Linked DNA regions of Drosophila melanogaster: region 2 is linked to region 1. Evidence: chromatin contacts called from public HiChIP or PLAC-seq data. All regions are on one chromosome and are shown on one strand. Each heading gives the region's core, a stretch centred on a gene start, on an enhancer-like site or on the middle of the called end of the contact. The rest is flanking DNA. Distances are from core to core; before and after follow the strand shown. Region 1 overlaps Ir40a (Ionotropic receptor 40a). Region 2 overlaps Cht10 (Chitinase 10).

Region 1 (3,899 bases), core at 693-3,192:
ATCTATTCTGATTCTTTTTTTTCTTAATTTTGGCCTTTGGGTGAACCACTATGCATTGACGTCCCGGGTAGGCTAACGTGTCATGTTGTAGCTGTACAGGTAATAAAGCAGCGGACCAAGGTGGAGTTGCTTTTAGGGTGGAGTTGCAGATAGTATCATGCAATTGAGCTTTTTTGGGGTTTTGTTTGGCGATGACGTTGGCAACCTCGGTGGGGGTGATCGGCAGGTCCATTTGGAGTGCTTGGGACAGCTGGTCGTGATTCGCGTCAACATCCTGGGGACTGGTGAGGTTCAGTGGCTGGAATAGCTCCGCGAGGTGAACAATAAAAAAAGATCCATCCATCCAACCATCTTTTGCGTAAACGCCTATTCTCAGTTAAAAGGAGCAGAATCTCTCTGGTAATCGGGATTTTAGCTGCTGTGGGCCTATGCAGTAGTAGCCAGTCTGGCTGCAGCCTTAATAATAAGGGTGAGAGTGTCAACAGCTTCGTCTAGTTCTCTTTCTGAGTTTATCGCCGTACTCAGGTTCAGAGAGGACTCAATCATGATCATGGAATCGTTACAGGACAGAGTGCCTACCGATTAGTCGCTCCATCTTGAGATAAGCTGTAGCTGTTGCATCTATAAGCGGTAGGTGGTCGGAGCTGAGCTCAGCAACGGAACGTATTTCATCGTGCATATCCAGAATGCCCTTGCTGACAGCAAAATCTATATAGCCTGGGGAGCCTCTACTGCCGAACGGGAATCTTGTAGGACCTCCGGTGGCTAGGGAGCTTATATCTAAGCTTAGGACCAGATTCGCTAGCTCACGCCCTCTTCGATTGGATCTCCCCGCTCCCCATAGCCAGTGGGATGCAGTCCAGTCGCCCGCGACGAGGAGTTTGGAACATTGTTGATTCAGAATGCATTTAAATTCGCTCGTATTCCATATGAACCTCGTAGGGCAGACGCGAGTTGCTCCTCGTCAGTGGCTATTGGTGTAAGAGGAAAGTGGACTAGGCCGGATTTGACCAGGATCGCTGCAACACCTTTGGCGTTACCGTCGCTCAGGTCGTTGGCAGTGTAAGACTCAAATCCAAATATTTTGGGTGCCTGTGCCTCCTTGCAATGAGTCTCGCTGAGCAGCAGAATATCGATCTCGTAGCGCCGCACAAATTCCTGCTAAAATTCACGATGCACTATTTCGTCCATGTGCAGCCAGTTGCGTGCAAGCCTGGCGCATGAGTATCATAAACGGAATTCCGCTCAACGTCTTATGTTAGGTGGATATACTGGATGTACACTGCTCTCGATTGGAGCCAATAAGCCAGCACTCCTGCAGCTTCAATTGGCGTTACTCCATTTGCACTTTGCATAGGCTTTCGTTGCGCTTTGCACAAAAAATAGTCTGCATCACGCGTGTTTCGGCTGTTTTATACTCGGGAACCGCATTAAAGAAGAATAGTGTCATTCACCCAAAAATGGCATTCCCTTCCCTGTGTTGCGAATACTGGTTTTATGCCAGAGTTGATAGATCCCCACCAAACCTCTGTTAAAGTAATACCAAAGTAGTAATACCAAGTAATACCAAATCTTAACCGGACCACCACAAATGAATTTGTCTCTCGAATTTAAGGATCTGACGTTTATTGTATTATTTAAAGCGGCTGCAGCAAATAAAATACACTGACTTACACTTTCCTGTCATATCTAATCCATTGCAGCCGTGAGCACAGCATCCACAATCGCGCTTGATCCAGTTTTATAAATACTATCTCTAACAGCAAAATTACACCTAAGCAGAAGAAATACCTATACAGTTTTGGAATAATTTAATAATATAGATCAGTACCTGCAGCCAATGAACCAACTCCGAGAGCGATAAAAGCGCCCTGCAGCATTCGTAGATTAAGCGGACTGATAACCGTGCTGTCATAGCTTTCGGTTCGACTGTAAGCCTCACTGTTTTTCGCCTGCACGCTGCCCTTGTATATTCTCGTGGCTTCTACCTCCTGGTACTGCTTTGCGTATTCGGCAGCGGTCATCTTATCTAGGATTCCGCTCTCAAACAACTGCATCAAGCTACAAAAATGTTTAAGATGCTGTTTTTTAAAACAATAATTTAGTGGACTAATATTAACTATATAATTAGATATAACTTCCCCGTTCTTATATTCTGTATGGCGTATTCGTATCCCAAGTTATTTGTAAAAAAAAAAACTTAATTATAATGTATAATGTTGTGGTATAATTGCTGACTGGTTGGATCTCTTGCTAGTTTTGTACCACTCTAATTTCAGAGCACTATTTTATTTACTATCTACAATATGTGCCTCAATTTTTGGAATTATTAAAAGTGTTTATCGCAGAAGATAACACAAGCATTCCACTTATTTATTACGGTTTTAGCATGAAAACAGATCTCTTTACTATGAAAATATGTGTTATTTGAGGTAAACAATAACGAGCATCCTTATTGTTCATGGCCGTGCGATTAGATGGCTTACCATTTAAATTTTTGGAAAAATCACTTTACAATCCTGCTTTCCTGCGGAGCTTTTTAAATGAGAGCGCACGTAAGATATGATTTAAACCATCATACTCCCCACAATTACTCCCCCGATTACGTTACGTAAATTTGGTGGGTTACGTAATAGCCGCGCGAACTAACTAGTTCACTACAATGGATAATGGGCCCTAATATTAAACGGCGAGGAGAGATTGACGAATGAAATGACGAAATAGATGAAGATATCTACGAGTAATCGTCCAGTGTGAAGTAGGATGATGAAGATCCTAAGAGTAAGGGATAAGATATAATCAAAATTCTTTACATTCACATTGGGTACCGATTTTGAAGGGTAGGTCCACCACCAAAGTGCATTGCGTTGTGTCTTGCAATGGATCTTTTGATGGGACCGGAGGATCCCCCAGTTGACAAGTTACAATTGGGAGAGTTTGATGCTTCCGTTTTGAAGGAAATAAGCAAGCGAACAAGAAATGTTATCTGTGCGATTAAGAAAAGAGCTGTGCTGCTGCTCAGAAGAGAAGAAGAGGAGGAAATATAAAGGCTAGAAGGTTGAGATTCAGTATACAGATTCTAGAGACAAAGACGAAGTGCAAGTTTGTTGAGCCATGTTGCCACGCCCACTCCAAAGCCCACAAACCGCACAAAACTGCCACTCCCACACTTTTGAACCATTTTTCAAAATTTTTTCATAATTTTATTAGCTATGTAAATTTTTTATCGATTTAAAAAAATGTTTGCCATGCCAATTAAAATTTTCACATTATTACAAGACACTTTTTTAATTGCTTATCTTTGGTTTGAAACTGTTCACGATCTCGTCCCGATTCAGAGTAATCTTCTAAATCTTAATCATAATCCACTCAACCTCGGCCAGAAGCTTTTCTTTAGGATTTTCTTGAACTTTGAAATATGTTTAAGATAACAGCTTCTGCAATTATTTCACAGCATTGTGAAATTCAAATTTGCTGACTTGTGTTTACTTTAGGTTTGGTTATTTATCGGGTGGCTAAGTGTTGGCGACAAAAACGGACAAAGGGAATGCTGCTGAGATTAAAGTTTGAAATTTGTTTATCAACTGGGGCAGAGTTCTATATTTACGGGTTAGATAAATTGCCCACTCTAACGCCCTTAAACCGTACAAAACTGCCACGCCCACAAATTTGAATCATTTTTCGAATTTTTTTTCATAATTTTATTAGTATTGTAAATTTCAATTGATTTGCCAAAAAACGTTTTGCCACGCCCACTCAAACGCCCTTAAGACGCCGAACCGGTCACGCCCATTTTCTCATAAATGATGAAATTTCGCGTTCGCATTCACACTGGCTGAATTACGGGTCGGGGAACTCGATATATTCTCATATTCTCTCTTGTTTGTGGAATATGCCAG
Region 2 (3,899 bases), core at 657-3,156, 820 kb after region 1:
CCAGTGCATTTTCTAATTAGTGGCCAGTGGCCGATCTACCTATCTAAATTCGAAAAAACACTGATGGGAATTGATGTCCAGACAAACGCATGCATTTTGGAAGTAAATTCAAGAGGATCAAATGCGCAGGAAATGTGAAAATATATAGCATAAAGGAGGGTTTGCTGGTCAAAATGGAGCTGACTTTTTTCTGGTAAGGACGACCATGTTAAAGGTGCAGAAGTGAAATTTCATCAGCAAGTAGATTTTTATGTCAATATATCGTCCTTTAGCAATTATTTTCTAAAAGAAAATTGATCATATATGTAAATAAAAAGCAAAAAAAAAAAAAAAAATTACCGAAAGCTTCACTAAACCATTTTTTAAGCTTTTAGGGGTGTAGTTTCAAATAGCTGATAAAGAGAAGACAATTTTCGCCAAATTATTTGCTTACTTTTGAACGTGGTACGATTGTTAGTATTTATTGAAAATATATTGAAAATAAAAGCCAAGGTATGTTGTTTTTAACGTATGTAGCTAATATGTGTGTAGTTGTACTGTTTATGTGTTGTGAACATGAAATATATGTGTATTTTAACAGAAAATTCTAACGTGTCCCCTGTGTTTCGTGGAGTATTACTTATTTTCTGACAATTTCTGACAGAAAATAAAAACGTCAGTTTGTACCTTTAACTATTGTCTTTGACGATATTTGAGTAATCTTTTGCACATTTTTCTCGTTTTCTAACAATTTGATTTTATATAGGCAAGTTCGGGTTCAGACATAGCGACCTCCTAGACATTTGGAGGTATAACAATCGGCAAATAAGTTATGTTTCAGATTACGTTTATTCCGAAATCAACAACAATAATCTGGAAGCAAGAAAGACAGAAGAGATTGACAAAAAAAATAGTACATTTTGAATTATTCATTAAAAGAAAACTGCCCGAGTGTAACAACAATTAGACCGATTTATTTCCACACATACTAAGTGGACGGCGTCTAAGATTACAATTCTTGTTAGTAATTTTGAAAACTACTAGACACCACAGAAAATGGGACGCCGAAACTTATTTTACCAAAGTGCAGGAGCAAGACTAAAAAGGAAACTGGCATACAATCTTGCAAGTGAAAGTGATCACGACACAAATCTTTTGATTCATGCAACAACTGTTTCTGCTAGAAAAGAATCCATGAGGGACGTTGCCTTTGTTCTTATAGAAACTTTAAAAACACCAGAATTTCCAAGCAAATCGAGGATGCAAATTCAATGGCAAAAATCAACTCCTCTTTCACCAGATGAAGCTCTAGCTTATCTCCTGGGAAACACGCTGACAAAACAGCAATATATAAGCAATATACATACATATATAAATTCCGACAAATTTCTTTTTAGAAACATTTGGGATTCCGTTTTGTGCAAATTGTAGACAAATTATTATCTTATTATCTGTTTATTAAAACATTCCGAACTTATTATACCCGTTACTCAAGACAAAAGGGTATGTAACAGGGAGAAGGAAGCGTTACCGTATGAACTTCTAGATCTCAGGAACTATAAAAGCTAGAAGGTTGAGATTTAGCATACAGATTTTAGAGGCAAAAAAGCAGCGCAAGTAGCTTGCTACGCCCACTTCAAGGACTACAAACAGCACAAAGATGCTACGCCCGCACTTTTGAAAAATGATTGATTTCTATGCTTTCGCAAAAAAAAAAATTGCCACGCCCACTCTAACGCCCTAAAACTGCAATGCCCACAATTTTGAACCATTTTTCCATATTTCTTCATAACTTTCAATCGATTTGCCACAAAACTTATTGCCACGCCCACTCTAACGCCCTAAAGCCGCCGAACCAGTCACGCCCACACTTTTGAACAATTTTTAAATTGTTTTCTCATTTTATTGCCCAATGTCTATCGATCTCCCATAAAAATAATAACATTTCGCGTTCACACTAACGGGTATCTGATAGTGGGGGAACTCGACTATAGCTTTCTAACTTGTTTTTATATTCTTTTTGCTCTTCGGATATCAAAACATTCACCTGCAGTCAAAGTATTTCAGCATCCATTGGTGATATTGTATTTGTGGAGGATTCCGTCGTTTTGACAAGTTTTTGCCCCTAATTCTTATATCCACTATTCTCATATACCAATAATAATTTGCACTCCTTCCAAAACGGGAAATGGCCAACAATAACACGCTGCATTGCACTTACAGATATTTGATTATTTCGAAAAGTCTCGAAAAATATTGTTTCGAGAATATCTTTTACACAGAGCATCAGATTTTTATAAATTTATTGGATTATTAGATTTATTAAATTTAGATTGGTAATTTACTTATTTGTTAATATTACACCTTAATGATTCTTTCTCCCCAACTATTTTATTCAATTTCAAATTTTTCGTAGTTAATATTAATACGTCTGGCGATTTTGAAAATAATACATACTTTCGTGAACTCGGCCATCGTCCACCTGGCTCGTTGCTCCAATTAATATAGACTATGAATCATATTGGCCTTACGTTATTCTGCTTCTGAGAGCTGAAGTAGTGTGTAATTTGGACAACATCATACCATTTCTGAACTGGTCCAGAACTGAGCAGAATTCTCAAGAACTACTGGCCCCCCACAGCTCTATTAACATTGCACTTTGAAAAGTACCTTAATAAATGCATTGTTTCGACCATCTGGATGTATGTATGTACCATGACCTGGGTAGGATTGCTGAACATGCATACATTGCTGATACTCGATGTACTCTTCCAACACAAGCCTATCGTACGTCCTATTGACTTATCATCCTGACATTCCTCAACAGAAAGGTCCCTAGTAGAGATTCCCGCCGGATACGTGTATGAAGACTACAACTAACTGCATCACTCAATATCTTTTGGGTGCTTCTACAATGCAGTTTCAGCTAAAGTTCTTAAGTTTCAGTAATCCTTGCATGCACAACTGAGCTTACCTATTTTCTAATGTTTTATATAATTTACAAATTACTTTTTATAAGCGATATCGTGCTTAATTATTTATTACCATTTTTCATTAGATTCTCAATTTAGAACCATTATTTCAAGCTGAGATAAAAGCTACCATAAAGGAAAATTTTAAAGGTTTTTGGGACAGTAATTTAAAAAATCATTTAATTAACACTGCGCTTTTAAGTTGTATATCCCTATCCCTCTATTTAAATCTTGGATCTATATATAATTTGCAACCAGGCAATTATACAAACGGGCACGGGTTTCTATTCCTTTAATCGAGAATAAATAGCACGGTATTTAATTCAGCCAAATCAAATCCTAGGAGCTATATTAATCAAGTATTTTATTAGATAATATTTTTTTCTAATTTTATACAATTTATAGATTTTTGTGCTATTTATTTAAATGAAATATTTAAACATGTTAAACATGTTATTCATTTTGTTAATGAATTGTGACTATGACACTTTGATGACTGAAATGATTGAAATATTGTTTCGAAAATAGATAAAAACAACCCTTTAAACGCTTACTGGGTTTTTAAGCCTGAACAAAATCTGCTAGGTGCACCCCAATTTATACTACGGTTTTTTAGTGTGAATCGATTTTCGGAGCACCCTTGTATATATATACAGCTTAATATTAAGCTTTTTATTTCTGTTTTTTATTTTTCCTTCTCTCATATACGTATTACGAGTATAGAAGCTTAAAAAAGTTAATTCAAAATATAATTAAAGAAAATTTTTCCAATTTTCAAAAGAGTGAGGCCGTATCAGTTCAGTGAGTCTATGTCTCTGGAGTTCCTGATATCGAGGCATTCTAGTCGCTTCATACCAGGAAAAATCCAGGAAATCGACTATGGCGTCACCTGTTTTTTTCTAATATTATTTGAAATAAAAGAGAAAAGTTAGTTTACCTCATAGTAAG

What was found. HiChIP or PLAC-seq counts read pairs in DNA pulled down with a chosen protein or histone mark.
Region 2: a POLR2A S2P HiChIP or PLAC-seq map of the Kc167 cell line shows a contact between it and region 1, with 5 times the contacts expected there. The contact joins two enhancer-like sites. A contact is called at or near these places in 3 of 107 Hi-C or Micro-C datasets (the Kc167 cell line and the S2 cell line) and 1 of 6 datasets of contacts at active chromatin or transcription factors (the Kc167 cell line).

The regions. Positions count from the first base shown.
Region 1 is chr2L:22,187,914-22,191,812 of dm6, forward strand. Ir40a (Ionotropic receptor 40a) reads right to left here. Exons shown (of 7, transcript NM_136296.4): 6 at 1,832-2,061; 7 at 1,613-1,774. The coding sequence ends at 1,671. Among named protein-coding and RNA genes, the nearest start is that of CG3635, 14 kb to the left of the region's middle. Within about 2 kb of position 1,943, at least 3 of the 39 cell types and tissues checked have an H3K27ac peak or open chromatin away from gene starts, as enhancers often do. A contact at or near this core is called in the Kc167 cell line, where this site is marked.
Region 2 is chr2L:23,008,330-23,012,228 of dm6, forward strand. Cht10 (Chitinase 10) reads right to left here. Exons shown (of 9, transcript NM_001042957.2): 5 at 3,889-3,899. Among named protein-coding and RNA genes, the nearest start is that of Cht10, 16 kb to the right of the region's middle. Within about 2 kb of position 1,907, at least 4 of the 39 cell types and tissues checked have an H3K27ac peak or open chromatin away from gene starts, as enhancers often do. A contact at or near this core is called in the Kc167 cell line, where this site is marked.